2 separate regions of the Mus musculus genome follow, and region 2 is linked to region 1. The links are chromatin contacts, called in public promoter capture Hi-C maps. All regions are on one chromosome and are shown on one strand. The core of a region is the stretch at or near the end of the contact, and the rest is flanking DNA. Distances in the headings are between cores, read along the strand shown.

What was found. Capture Hi-C pulls out chosen DNA fragments and counts their contacts.
Region 2: a contact with region 1 is called in a promoter capture Hi-C map of liver. The contact joins the promoter of Tmem116 here to the promoter of Hectd4 in region 1. A contact is called at or near these places in 7 of 39 promoter capture datasets (the C10 cell line, cranial neural crest, frontonasal cranial neural crest and 4 more), 3 of 15 datasets of contacts at CTCF or cohesin (embryonic stem cells, large pre-B cells and stem cell-derived epiblast-like cells), 56 of 484 Hi-C or Micro-C datasets (the C2C12 cell line, CD4 T cells, CD8 T cells and 28 more), 19 of 115 datasets of contacts at active chromatin or transcription factors (the 230-238 cell line, the HPC-7 cell line, astrocytes and 12 more) and 5 of 9 other capture datasets (adipose tissue, embryonic stem cells, liver and 2 more).

What each region holds. Positions count from the first base shown.
Region 1 is chr5:121,217,387-121,223,737 of GRCm38.p6, forward strand. It overlaps Hectd4 (HECT domain E3 ubiquitin protein ligase 4), which reads left to right and starts at 2,833. Exons shown (of 76, transcript NM_181421.4): 1 at 2,833-3,271. The coding sequence starts at 3,086.
Region 2 is chr5:121,459,912-121,466,312 of GRCm38.p6, forward strand. It overlaps Tmem116 (transmembrane protein 116), which reads left to right and starts at 3,270. Exons shown (of 11, transcript NM_001161627.1): 1 at 3,270-3,359; 2 at 3,876-3,922; 3 at 4,888-4,951. The coding sequence starts at 3,312.

The DNA.
Region 1 (6,351 bases), core at 1,583-4,082:
CTCAATTGGTAGAGGGCTTTCTTAGAGTTCTCTGATGCATAGATATGCCTGAGGAAAACACACCCACTCCTGTAAAATAAGATCAATAAATTTGTTTTGTTTTCTCCAGACAGAATTTCTGTGTAGCCGGGGCTGTCCTGGAACTTACTCTGTAGACCAGGCTAGCCTAGAATTCACAGGAGACTGGGGTCTCTGTGTAGCCCTGGTTATCTGGAACTCACTCTATAGACTCGGATCCACCTACTTCTGACCCCATGTTGGGATTAAAGGCATCACTACTCCACTTAGATAATTTTTTGGGGGGGGGGGGGTTAAAGACAGGGTTTCTCTGTGTAGTCCTGGCTGTCCTCGAACTCAGAAATCAGTCTGCCTCTGCCTCCCAAGTGTTGAGATTAAAGGTGTGTGCCACCACCGCCCGACTTGAGCAGAGAATTATTTTATTTTATTATTTTATTTTTTTTTTTTTGGTTTTTCGAGACAGGGTTTCTCTGTGTAGCCTTGGCTGTCCTGGAACTCACTTTGTAGACCAGGCTGGCCTCGAACTCAGAAATCTGCCTGCCTCTGCCTCCCGAGTGCTGGGATTAAAGGCGTGCGCCACCACGCCCGGCTGAGAATTTTTTAAAAAAAGATTTATTAATTATTATATGTAAGTACACTGTAGCTGTCTTCAGACACACCAGAAGAGGGCATCAGATCTCATTATAGATGGTTGTGAGCCACCATGTGGTTGCTGGGATTTGAACTTAGGACCTTCAGAAGAGCAGTCAGTGCTCTTAACTGCTGAGCCATCTCTTCAGCCCTCGATCAGAGATTTTTTTTTTATCTTGCTCCAAACTACAGGAATAAAATCCATTTTAAAAATTCCCACCAAATAGACTTATTTCCAGAGGGGGTTCTATAAATATTAATTCTTCAGCTGCCTCATCAAGGTATGCTGCAAATTAATTACCATTGTTCAATTATTAAATAATCATTCATTATTCAGTCTAAAGACATTAAGGCCTGGGCGTGGACTGTTTTCACTGATTGGGGAGGGGGACGAGAGTTTATGGACCTCTTGATTTCTGATCTTAAACTATGAACACAAAATCTTTGAGCCACCAAAGCTGGGCGTTGAGAGTTTGACACCTGAACAGTTTGCTTGTTTAGCGGGTGTGAGTAAAAGGAATGAAGGGGTTCCCCTACAGCCCAAATAAGGGGGCCAGGGGTATAGAGGAATCACTCAGGCCTGGGTTCAAATCTAAGATTTGGTGTTTCCTGGCTTTGTGACACTGAGGAGACAATGAGACTTGAACCTCGCCTTGCCAGCTAATGCTGGGGCTGTGTCTAAGCTGTGACAAAGCTCCTGAGAGGATGGACTTACAGATTAGAGAGGGTTCAGCCTGCTTGGCTGGCTCTATTGCTTTTAGCCCTCTGCTGGGTCAGGACACCATGGTGATAGGAGGGTGTGGAGGAGGAAAACACTCACCTTGTGCTGGCTAGCCCAGATTGGGGTTGGAGAACGGACTGGGGAGTAGACAGGAGCCTTCTGCTTCCATATCTCCCACTAGGACCCAACCATGTTAGCCATTACCTCTCAGTAGCCAAATAAGTTTGGAATGAATCACTCAGTCCATCCCTAGATGAGGTCAGAGCACTGCTGACCCCAACACCACCTCAAGCTCCACCTCCAGACACAGCGAGTTCCAGGACAGCCAGAACTACACAGAGAAACCCTGTCTTGAAAAAACAAAACAATTGGTATAGCATTGGAAATGTAAATGAGCTAAATACCTAATAAAAAATGGAAAAAAAAAAGAAAAAACAAAACAAAACAAAACAAAACAAAAAAAACAGGAGCCAGGAGGAAAGCATTGCTTTTGTTTACTTTTAATTTTTAATTTTTAATTTTTTTTATGTGTTTGACTGTTTCCTTTATGTATGTCTGTGTGCCACATCTGTGTAATGATGGAGACGGAGACCTGAAGAGGATGTGAGGTCCCTTGGGACTGAAACTCAGGTCCCTTGGGACTGAAGTTATAAAAGGTGTGAGCTGCCCTCTGAGTGCTGGGAATTGAACCCCAGCCCTCTGGAAGAGCAACCAGTGTCAACCTGTCAATCATTTCTCCAGCCTAACAGCAATTGTTGATAGATACTTTATTTTCATCAGATGTCAGTTGCTTCTTTGTACTCTTTTTTTCCCCAGTAAATATTAACCATCTGCTGTGAGTTTTACCAAGTTCTCATGACCAAGCCTATTATATACCAGCCTTTAGTATTTTATAAATTTTATGTATTTTTTCAGATACGGAGCCTACATAGGCCTGGGTGGCCTGGAGCATCTTATGTAGCCCAGGTTGGCCTGAAACTTGATATGTAGACCAGGCTACCTGCAACTTGCAATGGTACTCCCACTTCTGTCTTCCAAGTACTGGAACAACTGGCAACCCCCACCAGGTTTGTTTACTTATAGTGCTGTAAATGGAACATAGGACCTCAGGCATTCTAGGCTAACCCTCTAAGACTGAACTATTCAAGATCTTAGAGAAGACATCTGAACCTATCTCATTTAAAAGATAACAGTGTTGACCCTCCATAATCCTTCCAGAATGAGCTCTGGCCTGAGCAACCGGTGCACACCGGAGTAAGGAGGAAAGGGGACCAGGGTGGTCTTCTCCCGGAGCCTTAGACTTCCTCAGATAGCATGGGAAGCAGGGGTGCCCAAGAGGCCATGCCTCTGAGCGCCTTGCAGCTGGGTTATAAAGCCTCGCCGGGCTGTGGGCGGGGCTAGACGGACAGGAGGGAGGAGCCTGTATTGTCCACCCCGCGGGGCATGCCGGGAACCCCGCCCCCAAGATGGCGTCTTACTGACAGTTGGCTGCGGAGCGGCAGAGGCGGATCCTGCTCGTCAGGGCGGCGGCGGCGGCGGCGGCGGCGGGGCCGGGGGTCTCCCGGGCCGGGGTTGGCGTGCGGAGGGGGATGGCGGCGCGGAACGCCTAGGGCGGAGCCGCGCGGGCGAGGCGGGCGCAGCAGGCGCGGCGGGCGCGGCGGTCGGCCATGGGTTGCTGAGGCGGCGGCGGCGGCTCTGCAGCGCCTTCTCTTAGCCATGGGCTCGTCGGCCGCGGCGGCGGCAGCTGCAGCGGCGGCGGCGGCGGCGGCGGACTCGGCGCAGTGGCTCTCGGTGAAGGAGGAGACCATCTTTCTGCACGACGGACTCATCCGGGTCACCGACCTGGCCGAGCTGCCCAGCGAGATCCTCGGCGCCCCGGAGGCCGCCGACACCGACCTGGAGGTGAGTGAGGTTCCCCGGGAGGCCGCCGCAGGTGTGTGGGATCCCGGAGAGCATCTTCGGGCCGCGCGGCCCGGAGACCCGGAGCTACGGCAGCCGCCGCCCGGCTGCTCCCCTTCCCCCCACCACGCAACCGGGAGCCTCTTGGAGGGCGCGCCCAGGTGCCTGTGCTCCGGAGACCTTTTGTATTTTGAACGCTCGCACGGACTCTGCTTCTTTTATCACAGTCCCAGCTCGGTGTTGATTTTGTATGCGTGTGTGTGTGTGTGTGTGTGTGTGTGTGTGTGCACGCGCGCGCGCCTGCCTGTGTGTTGGAGGGAGCCCGGAGTGACAGCTGCCAGGGCTTCCTTCCTCCACCATAAGCAATTCTGCAACCTGTCTGTGCAGTGCCTCGGATTGACTTGACACCCGCGCCTTTGTCAGGCCAGCCGGGGGTGGGGTGGGGTGGGGTGGGGTGGGGTGGGGGTTTGGACAGCGAGAAAGGGGATGCTACACCGCGGCCTGGGAAGGTTCAAGGGCGGGCGTGAGCGAGTATATGTGTGTGTGTGTGTGTGTGTGTGTGTACGCGTGCGCGCGCCTCGGGGGTCTCTCTCTCTCTTTCCCCCTCCCCCCCCCCCCAGTCTAGGAGCGGTGGCAGGTGCAGCAGCCAGTCTCAGCAGTTGTGGTGTCGTCCCCCCCCCCCACCACCCCGCAAAACCCATCCACCCCAAGGAAACCAAATGTGAATATGGTGGATGGGAACTTTCCACCGACTGCGCTCAGTTTTCGCATTTGCCTAGAAGTGGGAATGTTGGACTGTGGTGTTTTCATCCAGGCCAGGTGGCTGTTGACCCCCGCTTCCCCGTGGAGTGTGGTGAAATTCGTATTGTCGCAGGGAGGGGGGGTCCCTGGGGTACACCGCAGACGGGAGGGCCTCCTACACTGGGAATCTTTTGTTTTGCGGTTTTCCATATACTCTGGTATTCAGTACCACCGGCATTTATAGGCATGGGGTAAAATCCCATTGCTGTGCGTTTCTGGAAGCAGCATGGATCTGATCGCGTTCAGCGAGACTTTGGGACATGCTCGAGATGCGAATGCGGTCCGCTGTTGTTTGTGTCTGGCTTTGAGGTTGCTTCAGAATTTCCGACTGTGAACTCTTAATTGGCATATTTTACAGTCTAGCCACGATAATATGGGAGTCGATAGAGAATCCCTAACGTGGAATCATAATACATTTATGTTTTATTTGAGCCTATTCTATAAAAAGCAAGGTGTGTCTGAGTTAACCACCTGAAAACTGCAGGGCTCTGATGGTATGATGGTAGACTCTTTATTTAATGGGCGCTGCTGTGGAAAGTGGAAAGTGGATGGTGCTCTTTGTTCCTTAGAGACTAACCTAAATTTCTTGAACCCAGACCGTTTGATGTATTCGGATTAGAAGAGGGTATTTTTAAAAACCAAGTTATTCAGTTAACATTACTAAAATGTTTACTGTCTCTGTCCTGAGTGACACATACAGCTAAGGAAAGACTATGGCCGAGTAGATTAAGTCTTCTCAAAAAGGAACGGTCGTGAGTGATACACACTGGGACCAGCAGGAATAGAGCTGTTTTGTTTTTAGTCTTTTCCAGTTACAGACTACAGTATCTAGAGAAGTAAGTAGTCTGCTAGTCACACACTTACCTAGTTAATAATAATTCTTAACTGTATCCATTCTGTCAGATGCTATCTTGTTAAAGTCTCAAAGAACTCTAGAAGGTAAATCTTGTTACTTGTTGCAACAGTTGTATCCATTGTGCAGATGTAGCAAGAGCCGAGCAGAGCAAATGTGCAGTTTGCTCAAGATCTTTAATTTTTTGAGACAGGGTCTCACTGAATAACCCTGGCCCGGATGCTATGAAATCCAGGCTGGCCTGGAATTCATAGAAATCTGCTTGTCTCTGACTCCCAGGTGTTGGGAGTAAAGGTGTGCACACCACACTCATCCTTAAATAGTTTTTTAATACTTAGGATTAATTTACAGGGATGCTGGGAATCTAAATTGGATCCCTTTAACTGCCCATCTATCTGTCTAGCCCTTAACTCAGCCTCTCATGCTGCACAGCAAGCACCTCTTCCACAGAACCATTTTTCCTAACTCCACTCTGGTTCCTCTGGCAACTGTTTCTTTTTCATTATTCAGAAAGATTAGAGATGTGTCAGTATTTTAAAAGGTATCTTTTGGGATGTTAGCCCTCCTATGAGAGACTGTCTCCCAGATCTCTCCAGTAGACTCTGAAGGAATAGCAGCTATTCTCATAGGGTCTATAATTATAGAATTCTTCCATTAATGATTTTAAATTATGAGGAATAAGACTAGAGCTCAGGTGAATAATTTATGAGGGACAACCACAGTGCAAAAGATTGTGGAGTCACAGAATTTGAAAGCACAGAAGGTATATTGGAGATAATGCACCTTGAAGATAGAAGTGTTTTCCTCATTTTAGAAAGGGATCGGGGAGGAGTTCTGCTGTGGTGGGTGTACCAGTCAAGCTATGGTGAGTAAGCTGGCCTGGTTCTCCTGCCTCTGGGTTCCAGTGTTCCTTTTCTTCTTAGTGCTCTGCAAGGTTATATGTCAGAACAAAGAATCTAAAGAGATGAAAATTGACCTGAAATAGTCAATTTGTTTCCAGTAAATTATAGTTAGGTTTTTAAAGGGAAAAAACAAACCCACCCAATAAATAGTGTTCTCAAAAAATTAATGGAAAGAGGGACTGCTACAGAGTATTGGACAAGATTTCATCAGAGACACTGTTTTTGACCATTCAGGCCAACTCCCCTATAGCTGTGAAAGCTTGTGAACTTTACCTTTATGCTATATTGTTAGATAATTTTAAGAGTTAAAATTACCAATCTTGCCGGGCGTGAGGGTGCACGCCTTTAATCCCAGCACTGGGGAGGCAGAGGCAGGCAGATTTCTGAGTTCGAGGCCAGCCTGGTCTACACAGTAAGTTCCAGGACAGCCAGGGCTACACAGAGAAACCCTGCCTCAAAAAACCAAAAAAAAAAAAAAAAAAAACCAAAAAAAAAACAAACAAACAAAAAAAACAAAAACCCCAAAA
Region 2 (6,401 bases), core at 2,020-4,519, 240 kb after region 1:
CAATATGACATTTCTTTTCTTTTGTTCCACACTTTTTTTTATATAACCCATACACCATACAATTTATCTTTGCACAAATGTAGGCTTAGATTTTTCAAGACCTACTTTAATAAAGATTCTTAAGTGCTTCCACCTGCCTTCTAGCTCACCTACAAAGGTAGGGAGGAAGATGGTTAACAGGACAAGGGGATGCCGGCCCGTTTAGAAGTAGTTCTTTGGAGTGATTCCAATCTTCATTGTCAGCAGTCCAGTCCACTAGCAAAACAGCAAACCAGTCAGCAGCAGCAGCTGGGTCCGTCTCCACTGACCAGCGTGAGTCTGAGGAAGTGGAAAGAAGCCTCAGCAACATCACGAGAAGTTCGGCTGTGTGCACCTCTCCCCTTGAAGTCAGACAAGTGAAGATCAGTGAAGAAAGCAAGGCGAACCAATGCCAGAGCGACCTCAGCGAAGCCCAACGAACACCAGTGCTGTTCACTGTCTGTTAGGCTGTGTGCAGACATCACATGTCCTCTCAGGCATCGGCTCCAGCAGCTTCCAGAGAAACATCTCATGACACAACTTGGTCTCCAAAGAAACCAGATATTTCCATGTCACACCGTACACAGTCAGTGTTTTCTAGTATACTCGAGTTTAGCAGCCACCATTACTACCTGGTTCTAGAACCTTTGCCACACCCAAAGAGAACATTTGTGTCCATGAGTAGTCACTCTAGTGGGGCAGTGTTGGTGCTGGACTTTAATCCCAGCACTGGGGAGACAGATGCAGACAGATCTCTTGAGTTCAAAGCCAGCCTGGTCTACCAAGTGAGTTCCAGGACAGCCAGGGCTACACACTCCACCTCCTTCCTAAAGTAGCCATCTCGTTCCAGGCAGGCATGGGTATGCACTTCCTGTCTCTAGAGATTTGCCAGTTTTAGACATTTCTCCTGAGTGACTCCTGAGTATGCACCTGGTTCTTTCTTCACGTGTGTCAAATTTATCTCATAGAATATAACAGCACTTTTTTGCCGGTTGTATGATTCCCTACATTGTATTTATCAGTTTACCAGTTGGCAGACATTGAGTTATTTCTAATTTGAAGATGATTACATTTCTTTATATTTGCTTGTGTGTGGTGGTGTGCATGTGCCACAGCGTGTGTGTGAAAGTCGGAAGACACTGGTTTTCCTCTTCCATCCTGCAAGGTCCAGGGATTGAGCTCAGGTGGCAGCCCTTTTACAAAACCAAGTCATTTATACTTTTTGTCTATTATGTTCAGGGTTTTAGAAGGACCTGTGTTTTGGGTTTTTTTTTTTTTGGTCATGTACCTAGTTAACCTGAGATTATACATGGGACTATGTTAGCCCATTGGGAAGCTGCCAAAGTAGGAGCTGGAGAGATGTTTCAGAGGCTGTGAGCACTTACTGCTGCTCTTCCAGAGGATCCTGGTTTTGTTACCAGTGCCGGCATGGCAGCTTGCAAATACATGCACATGTACACAGGCATATGTACACAGACACATGTGTACACACAGGCACATGCACACACAGACATGTATATGTGCATTCAGGCACATGCCACATGTACATACAGGCACATGTCACATGCACACACAGATATTATGACCATGCACACACACATGCACACACAAGCACATGCATACATATGCACATACACACAGACATGTACATGCACATATAGGCCCATACACAGGCATATACACACAGACAGGCACATGCACACACAGGCAGAGGCACACAGACAGGCACATGCACACAGACACATGTATATACATGTACAGGCACACACACATGGATACCACATGCACACTTGCACATATACACAGACAGGTGCACACAGACACAAATATATGTACACAGACACATGTATGCACATACACACACACACACACTCACACTCACGTGCAGGGCAGTAGCATAGACACTTTAGGAATGTGCCAAAGGGAAAGGTTCTCTGAGGCTGACAGTCGGTAGACTGTTCTCTGAACAATCTAACATTTGTCTTGAGGAACAAAGAAGCCTTTTGTCCAAGAGCATTTTCTTATCATTTTCTTATCACTTGGTGACAGTCATTAGTCTCCACACCCTTAGGAGGTAGACATCATTAGGGACCTCCAAATGTTCCCAAGACTCTTTGCTACTGATCTGTGATGAGGATGCCTCCCAGTACTTAGATTACCTTTAAGACCGTTACTAAAATCTCCCACTAACCAGCATCTGCCCTTCCACTCTAGACTGCTCTCTCTCTCTGATATGAACTCCTACCATGCAAGTGATTGCTAAATAGTCAAGAGTTGGGACATAGCTTAGTGCTCAGCATGCATGTGTGACATTTGCCAGGCTCTGGGCTCAGTCCCCAGCACTTAGACACAAGAGAGATGTTGCAGAACATGTGAAAGGATGGTTAAAGCAATGAGAGCTTTTGACTTCCTCTTCCCCAGGCTCTGCCAGCTCCCTCCACAGCTGTGCACAGGCTCGTCTATACACTGTCACCCTATCCAGACTGTGTTCTTGGTACTCAGACCACTGCCCACTGTGATATAAGCTCCTGGAAGGCTCTGTCTAGACTTTGTCTTTGTGTCTCCCATAACACATTGATTTATACAATATGTATATATAATACATATATATATACATATTGTGTGATATAATAATGTTAATGTTGAATATAACAAACATTTAATGACCTCTTAGTAATTTTCACTACTACTAGAACTTTTAATTGAATGTGCCATCGTCCTTAATCACTGTGTCCCCAAACAGGGACAAGTTTTAGCAGACCTCTGTTTTACCCCATTTCTTTCTCTTCCTTTTTTCCCTGTTCCATTTCTCTTTTGAAAGTTTTATTTTCTTAATTGTGAAAATGCTCTCTGCCTTTTATTGTTCCTGCCTCTTGCTTTATTTATTTATTTATTTATTTGTATCACAATTGCCCCCCTTCAGGCCCCCCCTACAAAGTGTTTCCCCTATGCCTCTGAGAGGGTGGGGCCCCCCTGGGTATGCCCCCAGCCTGGAACTTCAAGTCTTCAGGATTAGGTATCTTCTCCCACTGGTGCAGGACAAGGCAGCCCTCTGCTCCATATATGTTGGGGGCCTCGGTCCAGCCAGTGTATGCTCTTTGGTACAATTTGGTTTCTTCTGTCACCTGCTTCTTCTATTTTTGGCTTTGTCCTTGGCCCTTCAGCCTCCTGCCCTTAAGGTACAGGGCAGGATTAGATGGGGTGGAGCCCAGCTGAGGTAGGGGTGGAGCTACCTGTTCAGAGCCTGACTGAGAAGGGCCTGGGCTTGGAGGGTAGCAGGAACTGAAGTCTTTATGGCCTTCCCACTGGAGACCAGCCGCCTGGAAGGCAGATGGGAGCCTGTAAGGTCAAAAGCTGACCCCCCACCCCCACCCCATTTCCGCTCCCTTCGTCCTTTCTGCTGCGTGTTTTACTCACAGTGGCTCTCTCCTTACTAATACCTCTCCCCCTCGTCATCATTTCCCTTCTTTTCTGTCTTGTAAACTTTCTGTCAGTCAGTCAGCCCTACTTGGTGTTCTCACCTGTCTGTCCTCAGACGCTAGCTAGCCTTTCCTCTCTGTTTATGCTTGTTCCTGGAGTTTCCTCAACTTGGCTTTCTCATTCAGTCTGCTCTGCTCACTACCCTGTTTCTCTTACCGTTTGAGTGTTTTTTAAGGACTTGGGTTGAGGGCAGCACAGGCCCTGCCTTCCTCCACAGGCCTGTTTAGGCTCCACTACTTGAAGGTCTGTGCTGAAGAAATGGTTAATAAACACCAAAAGGGAAATTAGGTTGAACATTAAATGTAAGAGACTGACACTCACTCACTCACTCTTTCTCTCTCCCTCTCTCTCTCCCTCTCCCTTCCTCCCTCCTTTAGCTTTTTCCTGCAATACAGTGGATACAGTTTGCTGTGGCTACTCTGAGGTATGTTTTTTTAAGTCTCATATGACTGTTCAGATCTCGTGACCAGCCTGGAGAGCTGTTCAACTTTCCCCATAGTCCTGCTCCTGACGATTGCAGTCTACTTTTTAGTTAGAAGTTCTTTCCCATGTTGATCATTCCTGACTAGTCACCTCGGGGCCTGGGGAGATGTATTGGTGGATAAAGTGCTTGTTTTTGGCCCATGAGAGCCCAGGTTGAGATCCCCAGCACCCACATGGCAAGCTGGTTGTGTTGTTTCCAACCTGTTTAGCTCAGCTTTGGGACGCAGAGACAGGGTGGGAGCTAGCCAGTCTGTGAATCTGAGAGCTTCAGGTTCACTGAGGGAGCATGGCTCAGAAACTCAGGTGGAGCGTGATGGAGGCTGACAGCAGCAGCCTCCCTCTTTTTTTTTTTTTTTTTTTTTCGAGACAGGGCTTCTCTGTTTCGCTCCTTTTTTAAATTTATTTTTATTTTTATTTATTTATTTTTTTAGCCTCCCTCTTCTGACTGCTCACCATATCTGTACCCAGGAAAAAGAACCGGAGGGAGGGAGGGAGGGAGGGGAGAGAGGGAGGGAGGGGAGGGGAGAGGAGGAAAGCAGTCATCTGAAGTGAGGACTGGCTCAGGCAGCCTGCATCAGGCATTTGCCTCAGTACTGTGTGTGGTAAACGCTGAAAGACAACATGGTGGCTCACATCTAATCCCAGCACTTGGGGACTGAGGCAGGAGGATTACTGAGTTTGAGGCCAGCCTGGTCTGCACAGCGGGTTCCAGGCTATCCAGAGGCTACATCCTGAGAGAAATTGGAATGGTAGTGAGAATATGGGCACTGCCCAAAACAAGATGGCATGCAAATGTGCAAAGCACTCTAGAACACATGTGTGGCATATTTTATATCAGCTATGTCAATAAATGGTAAAAGTCAGAGTCTGATCATTGTGATGTAATGGTCATGGTCTGTGTCTCAGTGTTATAGGCTCCAGTTCACTCCTCACCTACATCGCGTTCCAGAGCCCACAGAAGTCTGCAGAGGTGAGCCGTCACTTTCTTTCTTTTTTTTTTTTTAATTTATTTTTATTTATTATATGTAAGTACACCGTAGCTGTCTTCAGACACTCCAGAAGAGAGAGTCAGATCTCATTACAGATGGTTGTGAGCCACCATGTGGTTGCTGGGATTTGAACTCCGCGGACCTTTGGAAGAGCAGTCGGGTGCTCTTACCCACTGAGCCATCTCACCAGCCCCCAGAGCCGTCACTTTCTGTTGAGCTTGACCTGTTAGTGACTTAACCTTCAAAGTAAATGCACAGTGAAATAGTTTTATGCCATACTTATCAAGCCCTTATTATTATAGATGGGATTGTTTTCCCCTGTTCACAGGCAGGACTGCAGCTACCGCCCAGTTACTTGAGATTAGCTATAAATGTGGGTCTTGAGTACTGTTTATTGTTAAGAGTAAGGAAGCTGTTGTCTGAAGTCTGAGGCCAGAACTGGGGCTAAGTGTGCTGAGGCCCTCCGCCAGGTGAGCAGTTTGTGCTCCCACAGTCTGTCTGTCTGTCTGTCTGTCTGTCTCTCTCTCTCTCTCTCTCTCTCTCTGACTGTGTCTCTCTCTTGTTTGGTTGGTTTGGTTTAAGACAAGGTATCTCAGCCAGGCGTGGTGGCGCACGCCTTTAATCCCGGCACTCGGGAGGCAGAGGCAGGAGGATTTCTGAGTTCGAGGCCAGCCTGGTCTACAGAGTGAGTTCCAGGACAGCCAGGGCTACACAGAGAAACCCTGTCTTGAAAAACAAACAAACAAAAAAAGACAAGGTATCTGTACATTATCAATTCTCAAACTGTGGGTGTGATCCCCCTGGGGATCCAGGACCCTGTCACAGGGTCATCAGAGACATCTGTAAACCAGACATTTACATTACTATTTACAACACGAGCAAAATCACAGTTATGAAGTAGCAATGAAATCATTTTATGGTTGGGGTCACCACAACATGAGGAACTGTATTAAAGGGTGGTTCAGAGCCACTGGTCTTATATTGCCCTGGCTATCCTGGAATTCAGTCTGTAGACCAGGCTGGCTTCAAACTCACTAAGATCCTCCTGCCTCTGTCTCCAGAATGCTGGGACTAAAGATGTGCACCACCATGCCTGGCTTAGGTGAGCTTTCTGGTCTTGACCTTGGGAGAATCACTGGAGTGATTCAAGAGTCCTTTGAAGACTTGGCTCCTTGAGATACACTTGTTTGTTGTCCTGTCCTCCTAAGCAATTACAGTTCCGGAAAATAAATCCTTGATAAAAATAATCACACCAAAATGTTAAAGTTAAAATCTTCCTGTTGAGACTCTACCTCAAAGTAACACACACACACACACACACACACACACACACACACACACACACACACATACACAAAGTGCTGGCAACAACTTGCTAGCTCAATAAAGACCTTAAAAGACTGGGAACAATTATTGCTGTAGTCAGGCAAA